Regions from separate parts of the Mus musculus genome. Here region 1 is linked to region 2. Evidence: chromatin contacts called from public promoter capture Hi-C data. All regions are on one chromosome and are shown on one strand. The core of a region is the stretch at or near the end of the contact, and the rest is flanking DNA. Distances in the headings are between cores, read along the strand shown. Region 1 holds the start of Mcee (methylmalonyl CoA epimerase). Region 2 holds the start of E030018B13Rik (RIKEN cDNA E030018B13 gene).

Evidence for each region. Promoter capture Hi-C pulls out the DNA fragments that hold promoters and counts their contacts.
Region 1: a contact with region 2 is called in a promoter capture Hi-C map of hematopoietic stem and progenitor cells, with 5 times the contacts expected there. The contact joins the promoter of Mcee here to the promoter of E030018B13Rik in region 2. A contact is called at or near these places in 10 of 39 promoter capture datasets (the 3T3-L1 cell line, the C10 cell line, the HPC-7 cell line and 5 more), 1 of 484 Hi-C or Micro-C datasets (uterus), 8 of 115 datasets of contacts at active chromatin or transcription factors (the 230-238 cell line, acute myeloid leukemia, bone marrow-derived dendritic cells and 4 more) and 1 of 9 other capture datasets (liver).

Annotation. Positions count from the first base shown.
Region 1 is chr7:64,390,856-64,395,763 of GRCm38.p6, forward strand. It overlaps Mcee (methylmalonyl CoA epimerase), which reads left to right and starts at 1,767. Exons shown (of 3, transcript NM_028626.2): 1 at 1,767-1,988. The coding sequence starts at 1,943. It overlaps Mphosph10 (M-phase phosphoprotein 10 (U3 small nucleolar ribonucleoprotein)), which reads right to left and starts at 1,381. Exons shown (of 11, transcript NM_026483.2): 1 at 1,251-1,381. The coding sequence starts at 1,339.
Region 2 is chr7:63,914,948-63,920,025 of GRCm38.p6, forward strand. It overlaps E030018B13Rik (RIKEN cDNA E030018B13 gene), which reads left to right and starts at 1,910. Exons shown (of 3, transcript NM_001256311.1): 1 at 1,910-2,148; 2 at 4,293-4,481; 3 at 5,006-5,078. The coding sequence starts at 2,115. All of the region lies in intron 1 of Klf13 (Kruppel-like factor 13), which reads right to left.

The sequences.
Region 1 (4,908 bases), core at 517-3,016, 480 kb after region 2:
AAATATAGCGTAGGCAGGATGCTAAAGGGGATAGAGAAAATAGGACAGAGAAAAATGAAAGCATCAAGGAAGCAGACTAGCTGAATCTAAATAAATGAAATGATAGAACTGCCTTTTCGTGGGGCCGTAAACGTAATGGAAACAGGGAAATGACTTCAGGGGAGAGAAGAGTACAGGAGGGGGTAAGGAGCTCTATTTTGGACACAATGAGTCTGTGATACTGTTGCTAAGATTTTCATTATAAGTCAGAGTCATACGCAAACTTTATATGCCCCAGTACAGGGGAATGCCAGGGCCAAAAAATGGGGAATGGGTGGGTAGGGAAGTAGTGGGGAGGGTATGGGGGACTTTTGGGATAGCATTCTAAATGTAACTGAGGAAAATACGTAATAATAAAAAATATTTAAAAAATAATAAGTCAGAGTCATAATTTTACAGAACTTAATCAAAGTGCTGGGAAGAAAGAAGTCTCTCCTATTTTTTTTAAATTTATTTTTCTTTCCTACAAAGCATCCCAATTGCAGCCTCTTCTCCCTCCTCACCTCCTCCAGATCCACAGTACTCCTCCGTTTCTCTTCAGAAAAAGTAGGCTTCCAGAGATATCAACCAAACACAACCCCTCATTTCAAGGCAATCCGGCAGGGGTACAAGAGCTCCAAGAGCCTACTGCCACTGCTACAAGTTCCACAAAAATCCCAAGCTTAACAATCACAATATATATGCAGAGGACCCAGCGCTAACCAGCGCAGGCTCCTTGATAGCCAGTAAAGTCTCTGTGGGCCCCTCCCTGAGCCCTGGTTAGTGGATTCTGTGGGCCATGTTCTTGTGGTGTCCTGGGACCCCTATGGCTCCTACAGTCACCCCTCCTCCCTCTTCTGCGGGCTTCTCCGAGCTTCGTCTACTGTCTGGCTGTGGGTCTCCACCACAAGTCATGAAAATGCATTGACAAGCAACAAGTACGTACTTTCAGTGTGTATTTTGGGGACAAATTCAGAAAGCATATTCCGCCCTCAATGAGCCTCTCTGGACGCGAATAACTGGGCTTAGTGCAATAGCCCACAACTAGGAAATCTGCACCGAGCCGCTTTTACTTTTAGCATTTTGACAGGCCAACGGAGCAAAAACTGTCTGAAGTTGGGGCTAAGCGACCTGTACTTTCCCTTCCTGGCTTTCAGAAGTTGCCATATGCTGGCCCGCCCAGCACCGGTGAGATGCGCGCTGCTCTCTCCCAGACCTGGATCTGTACTTACGTGAGGAAACACTCCGGTCGGTTGGTGGCTTTCCTGATTTCCCTCAGACACCGTTCCAGAGTCTGTCGACGAAACACGCGAGGCGCCATAGCTACACACTACGGCACCACGCGAGTGCTGCGAGCCGGCCGGCCGGCCGGAAGCAGTACGCCAAACACACGCCTTATGCAACCTGAAGCTCAGAGCCTAAAGTTCCGCCACACACAGGTTCCGGCCTATAGCCGCAAACACTTCTATTGGGCATGCGTAGGGGTGGGGCAGACCACCGAAAAGAGCCATTGGTCATCTCAAGCGCCTTGGCACTTTCTCCAAATGTTTTGTATTTCTAAGACCACAGTGGTGTCGCGTGATTGCTTTCTGCTTTTGCATTCGATACAATAAGTATTTTAATGTAACGAAAAAGAAGGTCGCTTCACGCCGCACCCGCCACTCCCCCGCTCGTCCCGCCGTCAGTCAAGCTCCGCGTCTCGTGACCCCGCCCCAGGTCTCACGCCCCGCCCCTTGCTCGCCCAGCTCTCTTCAGCGGTCTAGCTCCCTGAAGGGTATTGGGCACCCCGGACTCGCGCCCCGTCCCTGCCCCGTTTCCACGCCCACTTCAGCTTTGACACGCCCCGGGCCTCAGTCCCCGCCCCCTGCCCACTCTCCCAGTTGTCTCTGCCCTAGGTCGCTGTGCAAGCCTGTAGCTTCTGGACATGAGGCGTGTAGTGAAGGCCGCCGCGTTGGCTGCGGGCGCTACAGGTGAATACGGGGCACCATCAGGGGCTCCGGGTGCGGGGCACGCTGGACGGGAGGCCGCGGGTGGCCAAGGCCTGGGTCTGAAGTGTTGGGCTCCCGGAGCTGCACTCTCTTAGCACGGGAGTTCCTTATTGTCCTCTGTGCACAGGGGTTGCCCTTGGCAAACGTGGACCAAACAGGTAATCTGCCTAGGAACACAGCAAGTCAGGACTTGCAGTAAATCTAGAGGGGACTTGAGTTATTTATTATATGTGTGCTCTAAGAGATAGGAGAAAAGAGCAAAGTGGCGAGTCCTGAAAGTGACTCCAAGCCTGTTTTACACACGTACCACACTAAATGTTTTCATCTGACATGAGCAGGAAAGGAACAAGCGGAAGGATTTGTAAGTTCCTTGAATTCTTTCGACCTCCATCTCTTTTATCGATAAGCAGAATCTTGGTGACAGATGCCCAACTTTCCCGCCTGTCTCACTTTCTCTTCCATTTTCTTCTTTCTTCATGATGGCAGTTACTACCCTCAGTCTGAGATTGTCTACCTGGAAGAAAATATACGGCAGTATGGTTCCAGAGTTACTCTGCTACAATTGTGACAAATCCATTAGCTAGCATGCTTAAAGGGTGTTAGGCGAATGAACTGGAAGGCCTGGAGAGTTCTGTCTGCTCACCTGTGGAAACTAGTCATCTTTCCAAGTCTGCTCTTAGGTTGAATTTGGTTTTTGTGGAACCCTCTAGCCTTTCCAGTCAATCACAAAATTCCTCGTCTGCATTAACAAACAAGTCTCCAAGGCAAAGTCATGGGCCACAAACACCCCACCCCCCCACCCCCCCACCCCCGCGCAAAAAAAATAAATAAATAAAGCTGGGCATGGTGGCGCACACCTTTAATCACAGAGGCAGTGGTAGGTGGATTTCTGAGTTCGAGGCCAGCCTGGTCTACAAAGTGAGTTCCAGGACAGCCAGGGCTATACAGAGAAACCCTGTCCAAAAACAAAAACAAAAACACCTTAGTACTGTGTGTATGTATATTGTAGCAAAAGCCAGAGCACAAAAGTGAAAATGATTTTCTGATTAACAGTTAATGCTGGAGTTTTGCTAATACTCCCTGTTGTATATATGCCGGGTCAAATATAAGCCACCTTCTTAGCTCACTCATCATACGTTGGGTTTTTTGTTTGTTTGTTTGTTTGTTTTTTTGTAAATATCTACTAAAGCAGAATCACTCCTCTCTTAGCAAGCTCTCTCTCAGAAATTAGGCATTACTCGTCAGACATACTAATGATACTAAAGACTGAGAATCTGGGCTGAGACTGTAGCTGAGATGCTGCAGTGCTTTCCTAGTGCACAAAGCCTGGGTTCAGCCTTCGTTCCCACATAAACCAGTGTGGCGGTGCATACCTGTAATCTCAGCACTTGGGAAATATGCATGGCTCCATCCTCCGGTAAACACCGAGCTTGAGGGCAACCCAAGATTCATGAAACTGCATCAAACTAAAATATGATTGTATTTTTCAATTGAGGGAAAAAGGGGTTTGCAAAGGACTCTGGGTATAATTTCATGAGAAGTACTTGTCAAGTTATATAAGGGCATAGGTTTGATTCCCAGCATGGAAGGAAAAGGAGTGAGTAGAACACATTAGTTTCTCGACATCAACTCTGATGTCTGACAAATCTGGACTCAAGCCTTTGCCATTTAAAGTGATGTTGCAAAGAACCTAATCTTGATAGGCCTAATTCCAGATTTCTAAAAATGGAGGCCATAATATCAACCTACAGAGTCCCAACAAAGATTAAATAGCTCAGGTATTCAGTGTGCCTATTTTATGGCAGTGCAAACTAAAAGGCAAGGCCATGCTACCCTCCCACCTCAGAGCTTGTGCTTTCCCAACCTAGTCCCAAACTACATTTTACGTTTGTGACTTCCCAAGAGTCGGAATACAAATATCTTTGAAAAGTTAGCTCGAGGCTGGGGGATGGCCCAGCCAGTAAAGCGCCTACAGGTGCGATGACCCAAAGTGTGATGACCTGAGTGCTGTTCCCCAGCACACGTGTAAAAGAAGTTAGCCATGATTGCACACATCAGACCGAGTTGTGGCCCTGGGGAAGGAGCACAGGCAGATCTCCAGAGCTCACTTACCAGCCAGTCTAGCCAGTCACCATGGGATTCATTTAGAGACTTGTCTCAGAAACAAACATATAAGGATAATGTAGAGGATACTTAATTTCATCTTCTGGCCTTTGTGAACACACACACTTGGCTTAATGTGGTAATTCATAATATATACTTATATCAGAACACCACATTGTAAATTTTCTCAGTGGATATGATTTATGCTCGTCAATCATACCTCAATAAAATTGAGGGAGGAGTTATATTATTTTAAACCTTTTATTTCCAGTTGCTTGGCCTACAAGATTTTATCCACAGCCTCTTACTGCAGAATCATAACTCTTTCTCCTTTAGATAAAGCTCACAGAACTATTAAAAATGTGCAGCATTTATTAGATTCATCATGTTGTACATGTGCCACCGTGGTCATGTTGTAAATGTTTTCATAACCCAAACAGAAGCCCACGTGTATTAAACAGTCTCTCTCCGTCTCAGTTATATTTCTATTGCTATGAAGACACCACAACCAAGGCAACATTGGAGAAAGAATTTATTGGGGCCTTGAGTTCCAGAGAGTGAGTCCATGACCATTACGATAAGGAAGCAATGGCAGCAGGCAGGGAGGCAGGTATAGTGCTGGAGCAGTAGCTTGGAACTTACATCCTTATCAGCGAGTGGGGAGCAGAGAAGGAGACACTAAGAAACCTCAAAGCCCACCCCCTCTGGCATAATTCCAACAAGACCACAACTCCTAACCATCCCCACACAGTTCCATCAACTGGGGAGCAAGCATTCAGATATATGGGTCTATGGGAGC
Region 2 (5,078 bases), core at 660-3,159:
AGACCTTGACATAATTTGGAATCTGCCTCCAGGTCCTGGGATGGTGGGGGTGGAGTGTTCTTGCAGAGCTGTTCTGAAGACAGAAGACTCCTCCACTTGGACAACCATGGCCTATCTATCTTCTAGCATCTTTCACTGTCAGCACCATGTTCTCACAGGAGGGCCACGAAGACCACTCCATCCCACAAGGATCCAGGCCAGTGGCTGCCAAGCCTGGGCTTTGGCTAAACTTTGGGGGATTCTCAGAGCTCAGTGGGCTTCACATTCCCTGCTGACCTGAACTATACTTCTTAAGAGAACTGACTCTAGGCTTGAGCAGCCTGCTCCCTTGAGGTCTTTATAGGTTGGACAGAGCCAGACCCTGTGTAGGTTGCAAGTCCTAGCAAGTATAAGTGCAGGAACCCTAGACCACATTATACACCAAACAGCTTTCTCCAAACTGGTGAATGGACTCCAGGTTTATGCCCTTTACCATGAACCATGATAAAAACTCTTTCAGGGAAACACATAATTCCTAAATGGTAACTATGTGAGGGAGGAGCATCCTCACCGACAGCTACCCTCGCCTCCTCGGAGATCCACACTGAGACCCACTCACAGATGTCGATGTCCAGCAACAGACAGCTATTCTCCTTCTACCATGGCATGGACTATAGACCTATGTGTTGAATGGGCACCTTGGAGCCTGTTCTCTCACTGGTCTGCTTTTTCTAGCCTGCAAGGACTAAGAACTAAGAACTCAGCCGGGCAGTGGTGGTGCACGCCTTTAACCCCAGCACTTGGGAGGCAGAGGCAAGTGGATTTCTGAGCTCAAGGCTAGCCTGGTCTATAGAGTGAGTGCCAGGACTACACAGAGAAACCCTGTCTGGAAAAACCAAAAAAGAGCAGAGGCTGCATGTAGTAGTGTCTCTAAGACCTAGGATGACTGAAGGTCAGAGCCCCTGTTCCCAGGACATCGCAGGATGAAGAGCGCACCATCTAGGTCACAGCTCAGTGAAGGCTGCTATCACCATCCAGCAGCTTTAAGAATGCTATGAGTACTTGCGATTCAGTCAGGAATACAAGGCTGATCACATCCTACCATCTACCTTCATGTAGAAGTCCAGGGAGTATTGAATTAATCTGCTTTTGATGAACTTAGTAGTTAGACTCAAGTTCACATTGGTAGGGTAGCTGTGACCCCACCTCCCAATGGACTATGTCTGCCCAGCAGAAACAGCCTTCGAGCAGTTCCAAGGACTTAGGCCACACGCGTAACAGCATACATAGGCCTGCCAACACCCACTTGTATAGCAGCTCCCTGGGTCCCTCTTTCTCCAGCCATCAGCATGTTTCCTCTCTAGTGCTGTGGGGTCCAGACGAAGCACAACCCTCACACTTAAGCAGCAGAAACTCTAGGACTATAAGGGGTAAGGTAATATAGAGCAAAGGCCAAGACCTGGCAGGGGACCAGCATGAGCACAGCATGAGATGCTCTGGCGTCTCCCTGTGTCCCACTGCTACCATACAAGATACAGGATTCCACACGGGGGAAGGTGGCTGTGGGTCCATCTGGAGTTCTGGGAAGAGCATCACAGGCCAGACAATGATGTAATATTGTAACATATTACAAATCCAGTTTCCACTTCCTCTCCCTAAATGGGTGGCAGAAGCATTTCCCAAGGGGTCTAGTATTCCCCAAGATGAAGTAACAGAGCTGTGGTCCTGAAGAGAGGCAGAGTGCAGGAAAAGTCCTATGAAGAGGAGCAACAGGCAGACCCAAGAAGACACAGAATCTAACCCTACCCCCATCATCTATGCCACCTGATTCGACAAACACTGCACACACTGTGTCTCCTCCCAAAATCCATGTTGAAATCTTCTCATGGAACACGATGGCACAAGGGGGCTGAAACCTCTGACGTGAATTAGTTTTCATAATTGGGATAGAAGAGTGCACCCTCTGACACTGAACTTGAAGCTGACATGAACTTGGCCTTCCGGCCTCTAGAAGGTCCTTCTGTTCTCAAGACTTCTGGTCCACGCACGGCATATGACAAGCAGCCCAAAAGATGAAGTCTAGAAATGGTCCATGCTAAAACTAACTCAGTCAACTGAGGGTCCTGAATAAAGAGATGGAGGCCAGAGATGCAGACCGTGGAGATTTGAGTAAGTATGGTCCCCACAGCTCATGTGTTTGAATGCTTAGTCATCAGTGGGTGGCAGGATTTGAAAAGGATGAAGAGGTGTGCCCTTCGGGCAAGAACTGGGGGTGGGATCTGAGGTTTCAAAAGCCCACGTCAGGCCCAGAGAGTCCCTCTCTGCTTACGGAATCAGGATGCAGAACTCTCAACTACTTCTTCAGGACTATGTCTGCCTATCTGCCTTCACCGTCCTCACCATAGTGATAATGGACTAACCTCTGAAACTGTAAGTAAGCCCCCAATTAAATGTTTCCTTTTCTAAGAGTTGCCGAGGTCATGGAGTCTCTTCATAGCAACAGAACAGTGACCAAGACACAGGCTGAGCAAGCATGACACATGACTCCTCTAACGCATGCAGTTCTCTGTGGCCAGAGCAGGCACTCACACCTGTGCAGTGACTGCCAGCCAAGATATGGCTGATAACAAAGGCTACCTGTCCCTGGGCCGTTTATTCCTAAGTCTTCAGTGAGAACAAGGCCAAGCAGCTCGCTCTCCTCCCTTGGGTGCATCTTCTGGGGCTGCTGAATTTCTTCTTTGAACATTTCTGTATCAGTAAAATGGTCTGCAGTAACCTATCACTTTCTGTAAAAACGTGTGTGTGTGTGTGTGTGTGTGTGTGTGTGTGTGTGTGTGTGTGTGCTTGCTTGCTATTCCTGTTGCTGCTCTTGTCTGGAACACACAAGTTGAGCTGGCAGCACGCCCTCTGTGTTCTGCTGTCAAGTCGATGTACAATGTGCCTCGGGGTAAATGGGGTGGTACAGGCACCTGCTGCTCCATGTGCTTCTGCAGTGAACTTTCGTTTGGACTTTATCCCATGCAGGTCATTCTGGCAAGAAAGGCAAGTGTCCGCCCCAGCCCCATGCTTGACTTGAATAGAGCCAGGGATTACCCTTTCCTGAGTCACCAGCAAGAGAGCTCCAGTGTGGGTCTTGTCCCCAGCTTCCAGACACTAATATGCCCAGAGAAAACAAGAAGCAGCCTCCCGGGTGAGGGAGAGCCACAGAGTGGAACAGAGGCCAGGCTCTAAGTGTGCGGGGCATGACTGAGAACCATGCCTTTCCTTCTTGTGCTGAGGACCAATGCTATCCTTGGGGGCTGGTAACCAGGAAAAGCATACACACTCATACTCTACTAAACTGTATGAAAACACAGAGGTGGCAACACCCCACAACACCCATGCTGCACAGGGTTCCAGATGCCTGGAGGGAGCAGAGAGATTTGAGTCCTTCAAGATACCCTTGGGTGGTGATCACAAATGCCTGTGGCCACTTCTTCCCTTGGCCTCCCAAGTCATGCTGTCATCTACCTGTCCCATCTCAGCCTTTCATGCTGATGGGACTCTGGTGCAGATCTCTCCTCTCTCAGAAGTTATCACTTAATCCACAGACCAGGATCACATACCACCAGAGTCAAGGCACTGTGCGTGGCCAGTCTCCTGAGGTACGCCCTGTTATAAATGGCTGCCCTGGCCTTGTACCCCCAGGATGTCTATCTCTGGGGGCTGAAACGTTTCTAACTCCCTCATTTCCACAGCCACAGATGCTGATGGCAGCAATTCCCATAGTGCACTAGTCCAGTGGGTCTCACAAAAGAAGTAGGTAGCCTTGGTGTGCCCAGGTAGTTCCCAGGGTGCATACAGAAGCCTTTTCCTCATAGGGCTAGTTCTGCTGACAGAGCTCTGTGAGGACACTTTCTGATTCCTCGAGAGTGGCCACATCCCAACAGAGCTCACTCCTCAAGCCCTTACATCCTCCTACCCGTTGTGTGCTGTCACAGGTCCAGGGGACAGGGACCAAGCTCCCACTCTTGCCTGCCTAATAGCACAGCCTATTCCTATTGCAGCCCCACCCCACCCCACCCCCCACCCCGCCAACCCTGAACCCCAGGATGCATCTTTCCTTGGATAAACCTTGGTGTTTATACAGAACCATCGTGGGGTCTGGCCAGCCCATAGTGGGTGCTCTGGCTGAACTCCCACTCTCCTCCTTTAGAACAAGAAGGGAGGAGCATACATATCCAACCAGCAGCTGCTCACTGTACCCAGCGGTGGGCAGGACTGCAACTGGAATCCTCTCCTGTGGGTTGTCACGTGTCTTCTTTGGACCATAGAGCAAGGATCTGATATGACCGACAGTGTGTTCAGCACTCACGCAGGGTGTGCAGGTGCACATGAAGCAGAAGGCTACCCAGCGGAGTGGTCCTGCATCACATCGGTCAGTGGTGATGGCTCTCAGGCCCAACAGAGCACATGCTCAACAGATGAGGTCTACCCATTTGGGCACACCAGAAGCCAGTGTGGTAAGAAAGGGGCCACAGTGTGGGGTCAGGAGGCCCCAGAGCAGCTCACACCCAGGTTTTCTCAACCATGTCCACAACACACATTCGCTGAAGGATTTTCAGTCTCAGGATATGATCTGGTGACACACTTCCCTCCCCCACAGCTCACAGCTTGCCCTCAAGCACACCAAAGCCACTTGGGCCTAGACCTGCCCCACCCCAACAACACTTTAGCCAGGCACCTCCCTCAGGGAAGAGGGAGGTCCCTAGGAGGCTGGCCAAGGGGGCCGGAGAAAGAACATGAGCTTCCCAGAAGTGCCCTCAGGTATCCCAATCCTCAGGACAGAAGAACCAGACAAGCCAGAGCCCTCACAACATTCAGGGACAAGGAGAAGAACCTCATGTCACTTACCCAGCACTTCCTAATCATACCCCACAAAGGCACTTACTTACAGTCACGCTCAGCAAGTGTCACTGGTCAGAACTGCCCCCACCCCTCTCTCTACTTTACTCCCTTGACCCTACCCATCACCTCTCTCCCCAAGCACAGGGCTTCTCCCAGGATGAAGGACAAACTAAGAAGGAACAGAAGGGAGTTAGAAAGCACTGGCCTCATAC